Regions from separate parts of the Mus musculus genome. Here regions 2, 3, 4 and 5 are each linked to region 1. A link is a contact called in public promoter capture Hi-C data. All regions are on one chromosome and are shown on one strand. Each heading gives the region's core, a stretch centred on a gene start, on an enhancer-like site or on the middle of the called end of the contact. The rest is flanking DNA. Distances are from core to core; before and after follow the strand shown. Region 1 holds the start of Shox2 (short stature homeobox 2). Region 2 has its middle 50 kb from the start of Ccnl1. Region 3 overlaps Veph1 (ventricular zone expressed PH domain-containing 1). Region 4 has its middle 34 kb from the start of Veph1. Region 5 overlaps Gm35184 (a long non-coding RNA gene).

Region 1 (2,771 bases), core at 73-2,572:
TCTCTCCAAAAGTCTCTCTCTCTCTCTCTCTCTCTCTCTCTCTCTCTCTCTCTCTCTCTCTCTCTCCATCTCTTTCTCTCTCTCTCCTAAAGTACTGCACGATTCTAGCCAGTAAAGAAATTGTGTATGTAGTGTCCTCGTCGTCGTCCCCCACCCTCTACTCCTCAATTCCTCCACCGAGAGGGAATCACCTTGGCCTGGACCTTTGGCTGGCTCCTACCTTAACTGTTCAGTAAGAATGTGAAGTTTGGTCCCCAAGATCCGGAGATTTGGGGGCTTTGCAGAGTTACAGTGGTTTTGATGGCAAATCTAAAGAAGGGCAATGTCGTGTGGCTCTCCTCTTTCTCTCCCCTCCCCTTCTCTCCTTTAGGCTTAGGAAAGGGGTTCTGGCAAACTCGGGACTACGGGCTAGTTACAACCGGCCTCCTAGTGAGCCCCTGCCGCACCCCTTCTCGCCGCGGGCCACACAAACTTCGCCGTCCCGCAGCGCGGCCCCATCCTCCCGCTCGCGAAAAACATATTTCGGTGCAACCGGAGCGACAGAGAAGGGTGCGCGAAACCCCACGCCCTCCCCCACGCGAGGACCCCACCCACGACGGAGCAGTCTGGCCTCCTACCCCTCCACTATCCCGGTATCTCCCAAAGCTGGGGTCCAGGGCCCTCTGCGATGCCGCCCTCCTCCCGCTCGGGTCCCGGGTCCTCTCCCGCCCCGAGGATAAGGGAAGGCAGTAAGGGGAACCGCGGCCGGGGGCAGGCCGTTACCCTCCGTCAGCCGCGGGCTGCCGGGCTCCCTGCTCCGCTCCGCGGCTCCCATGTCCAGCTCCCGGACGGGAGAGCGCCCTCCTCCAGCTCCTCCGCCTGCTCCTCCTCCTCCAGCACCTCCTCCGCCTCCTCCGCCTCCGCCTCCGCCTCCTCCCGCGCCGCCGCCTCCGCCGGCCGCCCGGACTGCCGGGCTGCTGCGGTCGTCGCGGCCCGGCTCGACGCAACCGGGCTCTTTGGCCCCGCGCAGCGGCCCGCTCTCTAGCACCTCCCGGTACGTGATGGCCTCCTTCTTCTCCTTCACTTTCTGGTCAAAAGACTTGGAGACGAACGCCGTAAGTTCTTCCATCGCGGCCGCTGCCGCCGCCGGTCAACCTCGCGCTCAAGCTCTCCCTGCCGAGCCCCGCTCTTTTTTTCCTCCTTCTTTTTTTACTGCTCCAGCCCCCCCAATAATAACACATCAATGGGGCAGGGGGATGGGGGAGGAGAGGGAGGAGGAGGAAGAAGAAAAAGAGGAGAAGAAAGAAGAGGAGAAGTAGAAGGAGAAAAAGAAGTAAGAGGAGGAGGAGGACGAGGAGGAGGAGGAGGAAGGAGGGGGTAAAGGGGGAGAGGGGGGAGGAGGGAAGGGGCGGGGGCCGCCAGAGGGAAATGGGAACTGATGCTTCCCTGCCGGAGTGCGCGTGTTCAATGTTAAGATCTTTGACAATTCTTCCTGCGGAGAGTTCAGATCTGATAGCGACGCAGCTCTTGAAGTCTCACTATTTATACTTCCTAAAGGCGGGCCTCTTGTTCTGAGTAAATTACCTCCCCTCGCAACTCCTAGTGAACCCCTTCGCGGGTAGCAGGAGCGCCACTACCTGGGGTGGGGAGGAGAGGGAGTGGGGACGAGAGAGAGAGAGAGAGAGAGAGAGAGAGAGAGAGAGAGAGAGAGAGAGAGAGAGAGAGAGAGAGAGAATATGAATATGAATATTGAGGATGGAGGATCCAGGCTGGAGTCCACCGGGCTGGAGAGGGAGGGCAAGCAGGGGACCAGAGGGGGCGGGGAGAGGAGGCAGGTCCTCAGCGGTCGGGTTTTCTGATAGCCTCGGCCGCTGGTGCTCTTGGCCATTAATCCAGGATTGACAAGAATCCCTAATTAATTTAATTAAGCGTGGATTTTGCGTTGGTGTCACGACTTAGTAAAACACTGGGGAACTGGATAGACTTCTCGGAGGCGGGGCCAAGAGGAAACTGACAAGTGCATTGCAATCAGAGTCAGTGGGTATCCTCAGAGAGTACCCGACCCTACAGCCTCGCTCTGGGTGGGCATCCCAACTGCTCGACCCTACAATGATGACCCCTGGTCTCTGGCCCAGTATCGGGCTCTCTATGGTTAATAGGCCTAGCAACCATTCCAGTATTCCGTTCCTGCACCCTTTCTTGCTCCAAGCCGCTGCAGCTGCACAGCGGTGCATCCGGTCTTCACGCGCCTGCTGCGAATGGGGCTTCATTGCAGCACCTCGGAAGGCTTCACCTCCTTTTAGGATCTTCCGAACGCGCAGCCAGCCTCACTGAGTACTGGTCCCTGTAATTCACTCTACTACTTTGGAGTCAAAGCTGACTCCCATAAAGACACATCCCGCTAGAAGGGGTTGGTCGATTTAACTTGTTTCCTGAGCAGCTGTTCTCTGCCAGATTCGGTCTTAAGGTATTTTCTTACAGCCCGGTCAGGCGCAGTTCCATTTCGATTTTCTCTATGAGGTCTAAGGGTTCTTACTCCTTTTCCTAACAACTCCCTGCACCCTGCCCTTAATTATTTAGCATCTTGGGGGGCATTCTAGTTCGATTTCCTAATTCTGAAAAACAAAAGATGACTACTTTTTGAGTTCTGCGGAAAAAATTACCGATGTTGCTTGTCGCTCGACTAATTTTTGTTTACCGTGGACTGTGAAAAAAAGACTCACTCTTTGGAGGGGGGAAAACAACTCTCTTTCTGATTTATAACTTAAAAACTGTATATTTGACAATTATTT
Region 2 (2,771 bases), core at 72-2,571, 970 kb before region 1:
TTACCCTTGAAGCCCCCAACTTTTCCAAAAAGGAACTTGCTAAATGCCACTGGCAAGATCCACCAACTGCATTGGGGACATCTCTAATAGCACTGGAGTAATTGTCTCCCTTAGTCACATCATCAGAGATATATAACCCCTTCCACATATGACAGCCCTTATCTGTGAAGGAAAAGAGAAGAGCCTTAGAGGAGTTTAAATTGTGATTTGTCTGTGTATGTGTTTGGAAGAGGATATTTAAATAAAGACTAGCCTGGAATTTACGATCTTCCTGCCTCAGCCTCCTGAGTGCTGGGATTACACGTGTGTGCTACCATGCCTTGGCACTGATTGTCTCCTAACTGGCAAGTTAATCCTTCTCTCATCTCATTGGATCCTACTATCTTCAAAGGTGGGAATAGGAGGCTGCATGGGAATTTGTATCATTTATAGAAAGATACATTGTTACTATTTTAGTTGAGGTAATCATTGCTACAATAAAACACCATGGCCAAAAACAACTTGGGGAGGAAAGGGTTTATTTGGCTTACAATTCTCCATCACTGCTTATCCCTGAAGGAAGTAAGGACAGGAACTCAAATAGGGCAGGACCAGAAGACAGGAACTGATGCAGAGGTTATGGAAGAAATGTTGCTTACTGGCTACATCCCCATGGCATGTTCAGCCTGCTTTCTTATAGATCACCAGCCCAAGCTGGATACTACAGGCTGAGCCTTCTCCAGCCATCACTAATTAAGAGAAGACCCCATAGAACTGCCTATAACTTGATCTTATAGATCTGTTCTAAACTGAGGTTCCCCCTTCACGGATGACTTTGACTTGTGTTAAGTTGACATAAACCCAGCCAGCACAGCTGCCATCCTCTGCCATCCTCTTGGTGTACTAGTTACAATGTTTCATAAAATCTTATCATGAGTGTTTTTGTATCTCCATCTCATCATAGTGCCTGGGTGGGAAGAGAAAGAGGCTGAAAACTGGTGTTTGAATGGGAGAAAGGAAGGGGAGATAAAAAGAGACATTTAAGGTGCTGAAGAAGGAAGGAAGGAGTAGTTAGAACAGGGTGTGTGTGCAGAAGGAAGTGGGGGAGGAGAGAACTGAGGACACACTGGGGCAAAGCAGCTTGCTTCCAGCCTTGTCTTTGGAAGAACTAGTGGAGTTAGGAGGCACCTCAGAAAGTCTACTCCAGGTCAGGCCAGGAGACACCTGCCATATCTCCTCAGGAGTCCTCTCAGGGAATCCATCTCCATTCCACCCTTTTGGACTTGCTTTCCCATGTTCATTCTGTGCTTCAGTGTTCCCAAGCTGGCTTCAAGTGGTCACATGAGTCATACTCTAGTCATCCAGGCTACAAGTTGCCAGATTCCCATTATCATGAAGTTTGTTTTGAGTCTAGTTTCTTGTGTTGAAATTGACAACATCCCTGCTGGTTCCACGGGTGAGGAGTTTGTCCCTGGCTCCTCAATACTTTTGTAAATTGAAATTTATTATGAATCAGCCTCTAGTTCTATTGTTTTCTTTCTAGGTGGTATAACACCCATTTCTTTTCTCTTTTCTCATTAATTGTCAGTCCTCCTACATGTTTTAACCACCTTTAGCCTTTCCTGGGATTTGTCACTTCTGGCTTCAGTTAACTAGCAAACACCACAAGTGGCTGGTGTAAGTGTCCATGAGTCAGGCTCTACCTCACCACGTTCCATTTCTTTCTTCAGACAATTTACTTCATTAAACAGAAAGCCAACCTCTAGTTATAATGATTTCAGCCACCTCCCAGTTTATTTGTCTTCAGATTTAGGCCTCACTGCCTTTTGCAATACATTGGCTAGACATCAGTGTTCCAAGCTTGTTTAAACTCTAGGGTTTCAATATCTGCAGAATCGATCAGTGGTGGCTTGAATACTGTGTAGTCATGACTTGCTACGGTTGTGTGTGCACTAAACTTGTGTAGACATTTCTTCATCATTATTCTCTAAAGAATACAGTATAATGGATGACTTCTATTGCATTAGCTATTAGAAGGAACCTGAGGATAATTTAAAGTAGGCAGGAGGAGGTACATAGATTCTGTTCAAACACCACAGCATTTAATGTCTGGGGCTTGAGCATCTGTGGCCTCTGGACTCCACAGGGGTCCTGGAACCCGTCTCCTGTGGCTACTCTGGAATAGCTGTGCTTACAAGTTTGGTTTATTAAAATGTGTAGTGTGTGTATTTACTTAAAATGAGAGCACTTTGAGACCATCATAAATGCCTATTTTGGTTGATTTCTTGCCTAATGAGGCATTATATAAAAAAATGCTGAACATTCCATTCAACCATGTGGGACACACTAGGAATTCTGAAGGATTGAATTTCAGAACTAGGCAGTGGGAAAATGTCATAGAATTATGAGAAGTAGGAAATGGTAAGTTTATATTTTTTTGGGATTTTTTTTTCTATGTGGAGAAGTAGGGGAGACAGTTTCTGAATTTCTCATATGCACTGCCTCTTCTGTCAAATTCTGTAGGTTACCCATATGTAGATTTGAAAGTAGTGGTTTCTCTTTGTTACTTAATTCTATTTTTTTTTCCCCTGAGACGATGTGTCAAAGTGGATCTGGAATTCTGCAGCCTCTGAGTGATGGCATTACAGGCATGCTAAGCCTGGCTTGGAAGTGGTGTCTCTTTCTCTTATTTCCCCTCTCTTTCAAAATTGTGTGTCTGTGTCTGTGTATGTGCATGTACATGCACACGAGTATATGCATGTCACAGTGCATGCATGGAAGTCAAATGACAA
Region 3 (2,771 bases), core at 73-2,572, 770 kb before region 1:
ATCCTGCAACCAGATACCCAAATATTCAGCAGCCCTTTAAGATATAATCCTTCTGCCTGGTAAATGAGCCTCGCAACAATCTGAGATGCTTAGTTTTGATTTTGAATCTCTGCCCTGCTTAGCTTATATGAAGTAGAGAGAGATGACTCAACCCCCTTTCTTTCTACCCTTACCTTGTTCCACCTGGCTATCCCAGGCTAATTTAACCAACCTCTCAGGAATATGAGGTCACTTAACAGTGTAATGTAGATCCTAAAAAAAAAAAATTCTCCATAATATATGTTAAGAATGAGAATAGCTTGAAGCCCTGTTTCCAGGAGGGGATCCCCTCAGGGAAATTTCTCACAGTTCTGACAGCTCATCTCACAGCTAAATCTACTTACAAGCACTTTCTGGCCTTTGTTCCACATTTCCTACGATAAATTGTACAATTGCAATAGGAAAGGTAGAGAAAACTAAGAACTTTTGCTCTTTAGTTCTGACCTAAACTGCAAATAAACCCATTCCTTTTTATCGATTCCCGAATCCCAATTTTTTTAATGTAAAATAAGCAAGCAAATGACTCAGAAGGGCTCTAGTCAGTCATACTCTTAGAGTGGCTTGTGTTGGAATGAACGGACCCAACCGTGCAGAAGCATCAGGGGCAGGCTTAGGGTGTCTAGGAAAATTCCTAGGCTCTAGTGTCCTGGACTGTATTTAGTGAGGGGTGGGTTTAAGGTGGGGCTCAAGAAGAGGAAGCATGAACAAAACTGTCCAAAGCAAACAGCTGGAGTGAACCTCAGCCTTGAGCTCTCTGGTCCTTCCTGGACACTAGTCGTTTTTCTTTCCACCCCCTCATAGCAGTTCATAATGTGGCCTCACCACAGAGTTGAAAGTTTGTGGATACCTCTCTGCAAAGCCAAGGGTACCTTAAGAACAGAGTCATCTGAAAATTATTGACATTTCAAGACCTGTATATTAAGTAGAAGGCAATGTGCGTGCGTGCGTGCGTGTGTGTGGTGTGGTGTACTACCACTTAAATTAGTCCTCTGGCAAATTTTTCTAGTTAATCCAGACTTCATTAATTTCTAGAAATCTTTGAAAATGACTGCCATTCCTTTTGTTTATGACTTATTTCCTCCACACTGATGTTCTGGTAAAGAGGTTCTGCTGTGCAGACTGCTTCTAAAGCGTCTCTCTATTCCTTTGCTCAATCTTCTTCATGTTTTGTAAATGACTTCAAGTAATTATGCCAAATGACCCCTGGGCATTGTGGGCATGGCGACTGGCCTGGTGGATGATGTATGCGGTGTTGTAAGATTTGGCACAAGAATAGGAATGTTCTACTCTGTTGTGTGAAACCCAGGAAATGACCAGTTCCTCTGGGTCTGAAGAGTGAGGAGGGAAGACTTTCACTTGCCTCTCTCTGTCACTCATCTTTGCATGCCTGGGGCCAGAAGCCCATGCCTGGGGCTAATAACATGTATGCACACACATTAATAAATTCTGTTCTATTTGCTAGCTAGACCCAGGATGTCCCATGGCAGCCAAGAAAACACTGACTTTATTCTTATAAAGGCAACTTGGAAAACTGACCACACAGACTTTTCCTATAAATGGATCCTGCAGTTCCCCTGGGGATGCTGACCGTGAGTCACTAACCAGGAATGGCCTCTCTATCTGAGAAGAATAGTGTTCTTTAAAGAATCATACCCAGTATTATTGATGAAGGTTGAGGACTTGCCTGACCACCCATGTACATCTTTGAGCTTACAAGTGTGTAGATGCTTAGATTCATTAATCATAAGCTTTGTGTAGAGAAATTGTCTCTATGGGGTCTTGAATGAGGCCTCCTTTTATGGGAAAAGAAGGGTTAACAAGAGACACACTTTATCCCTGAACTATATCATGGTCCAAGGAAGAGGGTTTTTTGTTTGTTTGTTTGTTTGTTTGTTTGTTTTTTAAAGATTTATTTATTTTATTTATGTGAGTACATTGTAGCTGTCTTCAGACACACCAGGAGAGGGCAGCAGATCTTATTCCAGATGGCTGTGAGCCAGCATGTGGTTCCTGCAAATTGAACTCAGGACCTTTGGAAGAGCAGTCAGTGATCTTAACCACTGAGCAATCTCTCCAGCCCAGGAAGAGGTTTTGTTTGTTTGTTTGCTTGTTTGTTTGTTTGTTTTTTAGGCACACTGCTGACCAGTCCTGAAAGTCATGTTCTCTCACTGGTCTCAGAGGGTAGGTGATGAGTTTGCATTCAACAAACAAAACAAACCCAACCAACCAACCAACCAACTAACCAACCAACCAACCAACCATCCCAGGGTAGTACACTCATTAGAGATATCACTAATGACCTCTGTTTTAGTCGCTATTCCAACAAGAAAAACATCAGAAGAAATGTGAGGGAGGGTTTGCTTTAACTTCTGCTTTCAAAGATTTCAGACCATCATGGAGTGGAAAGCGTGGTTTGGGAGGCTCAGTCCCTACTGGGGTTTCTCACATCATGGAAGACCACGAAGCAGATGTAACCCCCAGAGGACTGTCCTTAGTGGCCTATAGCTGCAACATTCTGAAGTAGCACCACCAGCTAGGACAAAGTATTCCAGTACGTGAGCATGTGGAAATCGAAACCATCTCACCCTCCAGGTAACATCTCCTTTACCCTGACATGCAGAATCACACCCCTCCATATCCACCTGCTTATTTCATCTGGAGGGAATTAAGTTAAAATGCAGTCTGCATTTCTGGTTGCTGGTTTCTAGAAAGCTCTAGGCCCCTCTGTAAAC
Region 4 (2,771 bases), core at 74-2,573, 650 kb before region 1:
GCAGTGGTCAATGGAGATAAGCCTGGCCATCTGTATCAGGAATCTGAAAGAGAAGGAAGAATTGGATTGCCAAATTTCGTAAGGCCAACTTCCACCAACACAATTCTTCAGGGGAGGCTCGGCATCCTGAAATGTTCTACAGCCTTCCCAAACAGGACCACCAGCTGTGGAGAAAGTGTTTAGATACAAGAGCCTCTGGGGTCATTTCACATTCAAATCACAACAGCTAGTATCATAAACAAGACAGAAAAATCACATAAATGAGGCTAAGAGGGGTCCTTTGATGGAACAGGACTGTGATAGTTTGAATATGCCCAGTCCAGGGAGTGGCACTATTAGGAGGTGTGGCCTTGTTGGAGGAGGTGTGGCTTTGTTGGAGGAGGTGTGGCCTTGTTGGAAGAATTGTGTCACTGTGGGGGTGGGCCTTGAGACCCTCCTCCTAGCTGCTGCCTGAGGACAGTCTGCTCCTGGATTCCTTTGCATGAGGACGTAGAACTCTCAGCTCCTCTAGGGTCATGCCTGCCTGGAAGCTGCCAGCAGTGCTTCCTGCCACGATAATGGAATGAACCTCTGAGCCTGTAAGTCAGCCCCAATTAAATGTCCTTTGTAAGAGTTGCCTTGGTCATGGTGTCTCTTTCTGCAATGCAAACCTTAACTAAGACAGGGACACAAGGGAAGGAGTCGAGGGCCAGGATTCCAACAGGTAGGACCAGCCTTGGCAGAAAGGAAGAAGTAGAGACAAAAAGGAAGAATAAAAAAGTCATTAAAATACCTAGGACTTTTGAAGCAAAACATGAAATATGATTTCCTGAGAGTAAAAAGAGGTAACTGCAGACAGGGAGGAGATTGACTCAGGCAGAGTGGATGACATGCTGGAACAATAAGGACAAAGGAACAGAACCTTGGAAGGAGGCCTTGGCGTTCCAGCGGAAAGCCCGGGAGCACAAATAGATATATGTCAAAATCTAACTGCACTTTTGAGGTTTCTCACTGATGCTTGACAGGTAAGAGAGAGAGAGAGAGAGAGAGAGAGAGAGAGAGAGAGAGAGAGAAACCCATCAAAAAATGTCACCAACCTTGAAGTAGGAGCTGGCTGGGTAGGAGCCGCAAGAAGCCAGAGAGCAAGACAGTAGTTCATGTGACCCAGGCCAAGATACTTGAACTGCCTTTTATTAAAATGGGAAATCTGAAAAAAACTCACTCCTTACAAGTGATTAAAGCTGTGGGGTGGGGGTTAAGGGAGAGTGAGTTCCAAGTGCTAGTCAAGTGTAGTGTCATTTCCCATCAGATTGCTCTTTTAGGAAAGTGGCACGTGAAGTCCAACTTGGGGAGGCTTCGTGAGAATGAGTTGTGGTACAGTCATTTGTTCGTGTGTCTCCAGCAGGCTTTCCTCTGAAGGGTTGGGCAGGACCGGTGAGGCCCTCAGCCCACAGGCACAAGCCACTTGCCTGCCTTGCCCAAGAGTTTCTCCCCCCAGCTTGAGATTCTTAGGGCATTTCGACATTCTTAAACCCCTGAATTATTCTTGGTAGCGGCACATTTAAGGGAGTTAAAAGATAAGCTTCCCACAGTCTTCCTGTTTTTCTTTTGTTTGCCCATTGGCGCTGTGTCGGTGCTTGAGTGGAGGCGCTGGCTGCTTGAGAATACCCTCTTGTGTTCTCCCAGAGGATGGCTCCTGAGCCCTTTCTGAGGCCCTTGACTGATTATTGTCATTTCTGCCTTTACCCGACACAGTGCGTTGACCCACTAACCAGCCTTCTCCCTCAGTCTACATACGCTCCAGATACACGCATGCGCACATGCTTGTAGGTCTAATCAACCTGGTTTCTGTCTCCCAAACAGTCCTACACAAAGGCTTAGCATGTCCAGTCCCACACTTTCATGGGTTTTCTTGTGTGGCTGGGAAACGCATGTATGTAAAAGCCATTTTTAAAAACAAAAAGCTGAGTGTCTTTCATTGATTTGAAGTGCACTCTGGTAAGGTAATAGATATTTTTAGAAACATTGCCCTAAAAACACTTTCCGCGCACCATGTTCATTTGGCCCTCACAATACTTCTGATCTGTACCAATGGACATCTGATAACAGGTAGGATGACCGAAGCTTAGAGCAACAACGGAGCATCCTATAGTCATAGTTACTCTCAGCTAAGATTTGCACCCAGACAGGCTGAGCTCAAAGGCATTCCTTCTCCATTCTGCTGTGCCTCTTTATCGTTCAGTGAGTCAAGTTTTCTAGAACCGAGACCATCAGCTTGACTGGCCCAAGTTCCCCTTCCTATCTGGCTGTGCGCCCATCCTTGTTTTGTAAAGTGTCTTCTTCCAGCACGACGGACGCTCTTTACAAAGAGGCTCAGGATTTGACCTTTGCTTAGTGCCTCTTTCAGCTTTGCCAGTGATCCCAGTCACAGAGCAGTTCAGTCCTACTAACCTTACATCTTCCACAAGGGGGCACTGTCTGACCATAAAGCTGTGGAGGTTTTGCCTGTAGGCTAAAATACAACCAGAGTCCCTCTAATGCTTTCATTCTGCTATAAGAAATGACCTTATTCAAGCTACGTGCCTCATTGTTATTTCACGGAGAGGAAACAAAAGTTTAAAAAAAAAGGAAACCATATAATGTTTGTGAACTGCTTTACCATAATTCATTCACTGGGTTTCTGTTAGACTGTATGGAATCCATTAAGCAGGATATTGAAGCTTATGAATGGGAACCTAGTAATTCCTCTTTAATAACATGAGTATCTTTATTTCTTAAACTTTATTAGGCAC
Region 5 (2,771 bases), core at 140-2,639, 600 kb before region 1:
CTGAGAGTTAGTCTAGGCTTCCTGAAATAATTTACTCCTAAGGGGAGAATGGCGTGGATGGTGTGAGTAACAGAGTTCATAAAAAAAAAAGCATGCTTCAGTTTGGGCTTCTGAAGAAAGTTCCAGACCAACTCAGCAGTGGGGAGTTTTGCCCCTTAGCTGTTCAAAACCTACAACAAAAATCCAGGTTTTTGTTCACCGAGCATTCACATTGACGAATTAAAGCAGAGATGAGCATTTGATCTTGCATGAAAGACACTAACTCCTCATGGGGCTATTAAATCTTTGGTGCATAATAAATACATTTGGATAAGTGTAGGATGACTATTTCCGAAGTTGTCCTGAGTGTAGCCTGTTGTATTGGAAGAGGTTTCTCAAACAGCCATTAATGTTAACTGCTCTAGAGTCTTGTGACATTTCAAAAAAATCATTTTTCAGAAACAGCTCCATTAAAATAGAGACCCAAGCAGGAGACATTCAGATTCAGTGGGTCTGGCATATATCTATTCATAAAATACTCTGGGTGATTTAACGTACAGCTAGTGTTGAAAAACCCCTGATTATATTCAACCTTCTAAATATTTATAACAGCTCTGAGAGCAAGATTAAATTTGATACCATAGATTTTTCTCCTTTAATCCTTACGATCCTAATTTTGTCAAACCTTATTAGCATATTTTGGAAGAGTGTTTTCAAATCCAAGATTCAAACTAATAACTTCCAAATGGCCACTTGAAGCAATGGGTTCTAATTTTTGAAAGACCACCTTCTCTTCTTGGTGTTCTCAACACCAAGCTAAGGGGGAATAGCTAAGGGGTAAAACCACCTGAATAAAAGACAACCTGTTTACCAAATCACACTTCTGCCCCAGAACCACCCCCAATTAAACGCAAGTAAGTAAAAACACCAAACTCTCTATAAAAATATAGCCGATGGGAATATTGTCCATAAATTTAGGTGTGCTGGAAATGGACTTTATTTTGCTATAATTTAATTTCTATTTCCCATTTTGTTAGGTGACTAAATCTTAGTACTAGTCAATAAAGAGTATTTCCCATCTCTTTCCCAAGGGCTGCAGTGAGTTATTGGAAATTTAAATCATAGAAAGGCATGGGGGCGGGGAGGGAGGCTGTCATCTGATCTGAATTACCATCGTTTCTGCTGGCATCTACAGAAAGGTCTTTCCTTTATGATCCTTCCTGTCATTCCATACTCCATATGCCACTGCAAGGTCTCTGTGGCCGCCACTCATGTCCATGCATCTCCCCAGCAGGAGAGGATGAGTCTGCTGTTTCCTCCCTGCCCTCCACGAGGGTAAGCTGTGTGCTTCCTCTAGCAAATTTGTTGCTGTAAGAGGCAGCCCCTTTTACCCAGAGACCTGGCCATTCCCTAGGCTCTGTCCAGAAGAGAAGAATGACTTTCTCCTATTACCAGGTCATCACATCGCCACGGGCTTGCTGTTTCAAGCCCCCACTGCCAAAGTCTCCAGCATCTCCCTCCCTCCCTCTGTCACTGGGACTCTTTCCTAATGTCTGCGAAGCAAACCTAGTGCTAACACAGTCAACTGTTTTTGCAAATGTGCTACATGATTTATGCACAAGTGTTTTAGCTGCTTTAGGGAGTTGGAGTTTTGAAATAACTATAGAATCCCCCTAGGCTATTCTTTTAGGCACCTTTGCTTGTCCCAGAGGCGACAAGCTGGGACAGGGAACTTAGAAGAGAAAGTAAGACTTTGCATGATTTAGCCTTAGCTGAAGTGATGACCAAAGTCTGGACACCGCTGTCTTTGATGCTTTAAAGAAAAACTGACTCCGTGTGGCAAATACAAAGAACTGAGATAGCCAGAAAGATCTTAAGTTGGATAGTGAAAATTATATAATACGCTTACTTAAGAAAATACCAAAAACATAAATAGCAAGGTTAGAATTGAAGTTCTTTCCCCAGTGTTTATGTCTACTCTGTATCTTGTTCATGAAATTATTTCCTTCCTGGTTTGTAATAATTTTGTTGGGGGAAATAATGGCTTTAAACTTTTATGGTTATCTCCTACAGACTATCACCTTAATCTCAGAGACATGCTTGCTTGGAATGGGAAATTGCATTTACTCACCATAAGTTTGTGGAAGGAAATTGAATTTGATAGAATGTTTATTGCTAGAAATCAAGTTCACTCACCTAAGCTTGCGATGCACATACCAGCCCTATGGTCTCCCTAACTTCATTCTGCTACTTCACCCTACAGAAGGGCCTCGGCTTCATTTAATTAAAAGGCATCAAGCCAGCTACTTAGCCTTTTCCTATAAGCCTGTTTGGAAATCCTCGACACTCTCATATAAATAGTTTAAAAAGGAATGATCAAGAAAAAAATATTGATGGGCACATTGTGTTTTGCCACAGAAGTTCATCTGTGCTTCCAAATGCATCATATATACAACTTCAAAATGATGACAGAGATGGTAACACAGAAGAATGGGTGAAAAGATGGGGGGGTTCTGTTTTCAAAAGCTGAAGGATATATATATTAATGTGTGTTTATCCTGTGTTACTACTCAGGGCCCTGTTACCACAGACAAGGCTATGCATGAAGTGTGTACATGCCACAAAAGGCAGAGACTACTTATCTCTCTGCACTGCTGGAAAAATGGCAGGCTTTAGTACAAAGGTGTCACAGTGGTTGCCATGCTGATATCAACTGCAGTTGTCATCAGAGCACAGCCCTTCACAGGACCCTTCAAACTCTGTACCTTAGGCATCTGTTAGAGTTTTCTAGA

The links. Promoter capture Hi-C pulls out the DNA fragments that hold promoters and counts their contacts.
Region 2: a promoter capture Hi-C map of the 3T3-L1 cell line shows a contact between it and region 1, with 16 times the contacts expected there. The contact joins the enhancer-like site here to the promoter of Shox2 in region 1. A contact is called at or near these places in 4 of 39 promoter capture datasets (the 3T3-L1 cell line, hippocampal neurons and liver), 1 of 484 Hi-C or Micro-C datasets (adipose-derived mesenchymal stem cells), 3 of 115 datasets of contacts at active chromatin or transcription factors (embryonic forebrain, embryonic hindbrain and forebrain) and 1 of 9 other capture datasets (embryonic stem cells).
Region 3: a contact with region 1 is called in a promoter capture Hi-C map of the 3T3-L1 cell line, with 6 times the contacts expected there. The contact joins the enhancer-like site here to the promoter of Shox2 in region 1. A contact is called at or near these places in 2 of 39 promoter capture datasets (the 3T3-L1 cell line and embryonic stem cells), 1 of 484 Hi-C or Micro-C datasets (embryonic stem cells) and 2 of 115 datasets of contacts at active chromatin or transcription factors (astrocytes and bone marrow-derived dendritic cells).
Region 4: a promoter capture Hi-C map of the 3T3-L1 cell line shows a contact between it and region 1, with 38 times the contacts expected there. The contact joins the enhancer-like site here to the promoter of Shox2 in region 1. A contact is called at or near these places in 15 of 39 promoter capture datasets (the 3T3-L1 cell line, 3T3-L1-derived adipocytes, the C10 cell line and 10 more), 2 of 15 datasets of contacts at CTCF or cohesin (the NIH/3T3 cell line and stem cell-derived epiblast-like cells), 20 of 484 Hi-C or Micro-C datasets (3T3-L1-derived adipocytes, Sertoli cells, adipose-derived mesenchymal stem cells and 14 more), 17 of 115 datasets of contacts at active chromatin or transcription factors (the NIH/3T3 cell line, astrocytes, bone marrow-derived macrophages and 11 more) and 3 of 9 other capture datasets (adipose tissue, embryonic stem cells and macrophages).
Region 5: a promoter capture Hi-C map of cranial neural crest shows a contact between it and region 1. The contact joins the enhancer-like site here to the promoter of Shox2 in region 1. A contact is called at or near these places in 8 of 39 promoter capture datasets (cranial neural crest, embryonic stem cells, frontonasal cranial neural crest and 4 more), 3 of 484 Hi-C or Micro-C datasets (LSK cells, hematopoietic stem cells and nephron progenitors) and 11 of 115 datasets of contacts at active chromatin or transcription factors (craniofacial prominence, embryonic basal ganglia, embryonic forebrain and 7 more).

The regions. Positions count from the first base shown.
Region 1 is chr3:66,980,449-66,983,219 of GRCm38.p6, forward strand. Shox2 (short stature homeobox 2) reads right to left here and starts at 1,323. Exons shown (of 5, transcript NM_001302357.1): 1 at 763-1,323. The coding sequence starts at 1,108. It also overlaps a transcript of Rsrc1 not described here.
Region 2 is chr3:66,006,495-66,009,265 of GRCm38.p6, forward strand. No RefSeq gene overlaps it. Among named protein-coding and RNA genes, the nearest start is that of Ccnl1, 50 kb to the left of the region's middle. Within about 2 kb of position 1,322, at least 42 of the 459 cell types and tissues checked have an H3K27ac peak or open chromatin away from gene starts, as enhancers often do.
Region 3 is chr3:66,207,754-66,210,524 of GRCm38.p6, forward strand. The region is part of intron 5 of Veph1 (ventricular zone expressed PH domain-containing 1); the gene reads right to left. Among named protein-coding and RNA genes, the nearest start is that of Ptx3, 11 kb to the right of the region's middle. Within about 2 kb of position 1,323, at least 33 of the 459 cell types and tissues checked have an H3K27ac peak or open chromatin away from gene starts, as enhancers often do. A contact at or near this core is called in astrocytes, where this site is marked.
Region 4 is chr3:66,329,613-66,332,383 of GRCm38.p6, forward strand. No RefSeq gene overlaps it. Among named protein-coding and RNA genes, the nearest start is that of Veph1, 34 kb to the left of the region's middle. Within about 2 kb of position 1,324, at least 4 of the 459 cell types and tissues checked have an H3K27ac peak or open chromatin away from gene starts, as enhancers often do.
Region 5 is chr3:66,381,107-66,383,877 of GRCm38.p6, forward strand. All of the region lies in intron 1 of Gm35184 (a long non-coding RNA gene), which reads left to right. Among named protein-coding and RNA genes, the nearest start is that of Gm35184, 8.2 kb to the left of the region's middle. Within about 2 kb of position 1,390, at least 3 of the 459 cell types and tissues checked have an H3K27ac peak or open chromatin away from gene starts, as enhancers often do.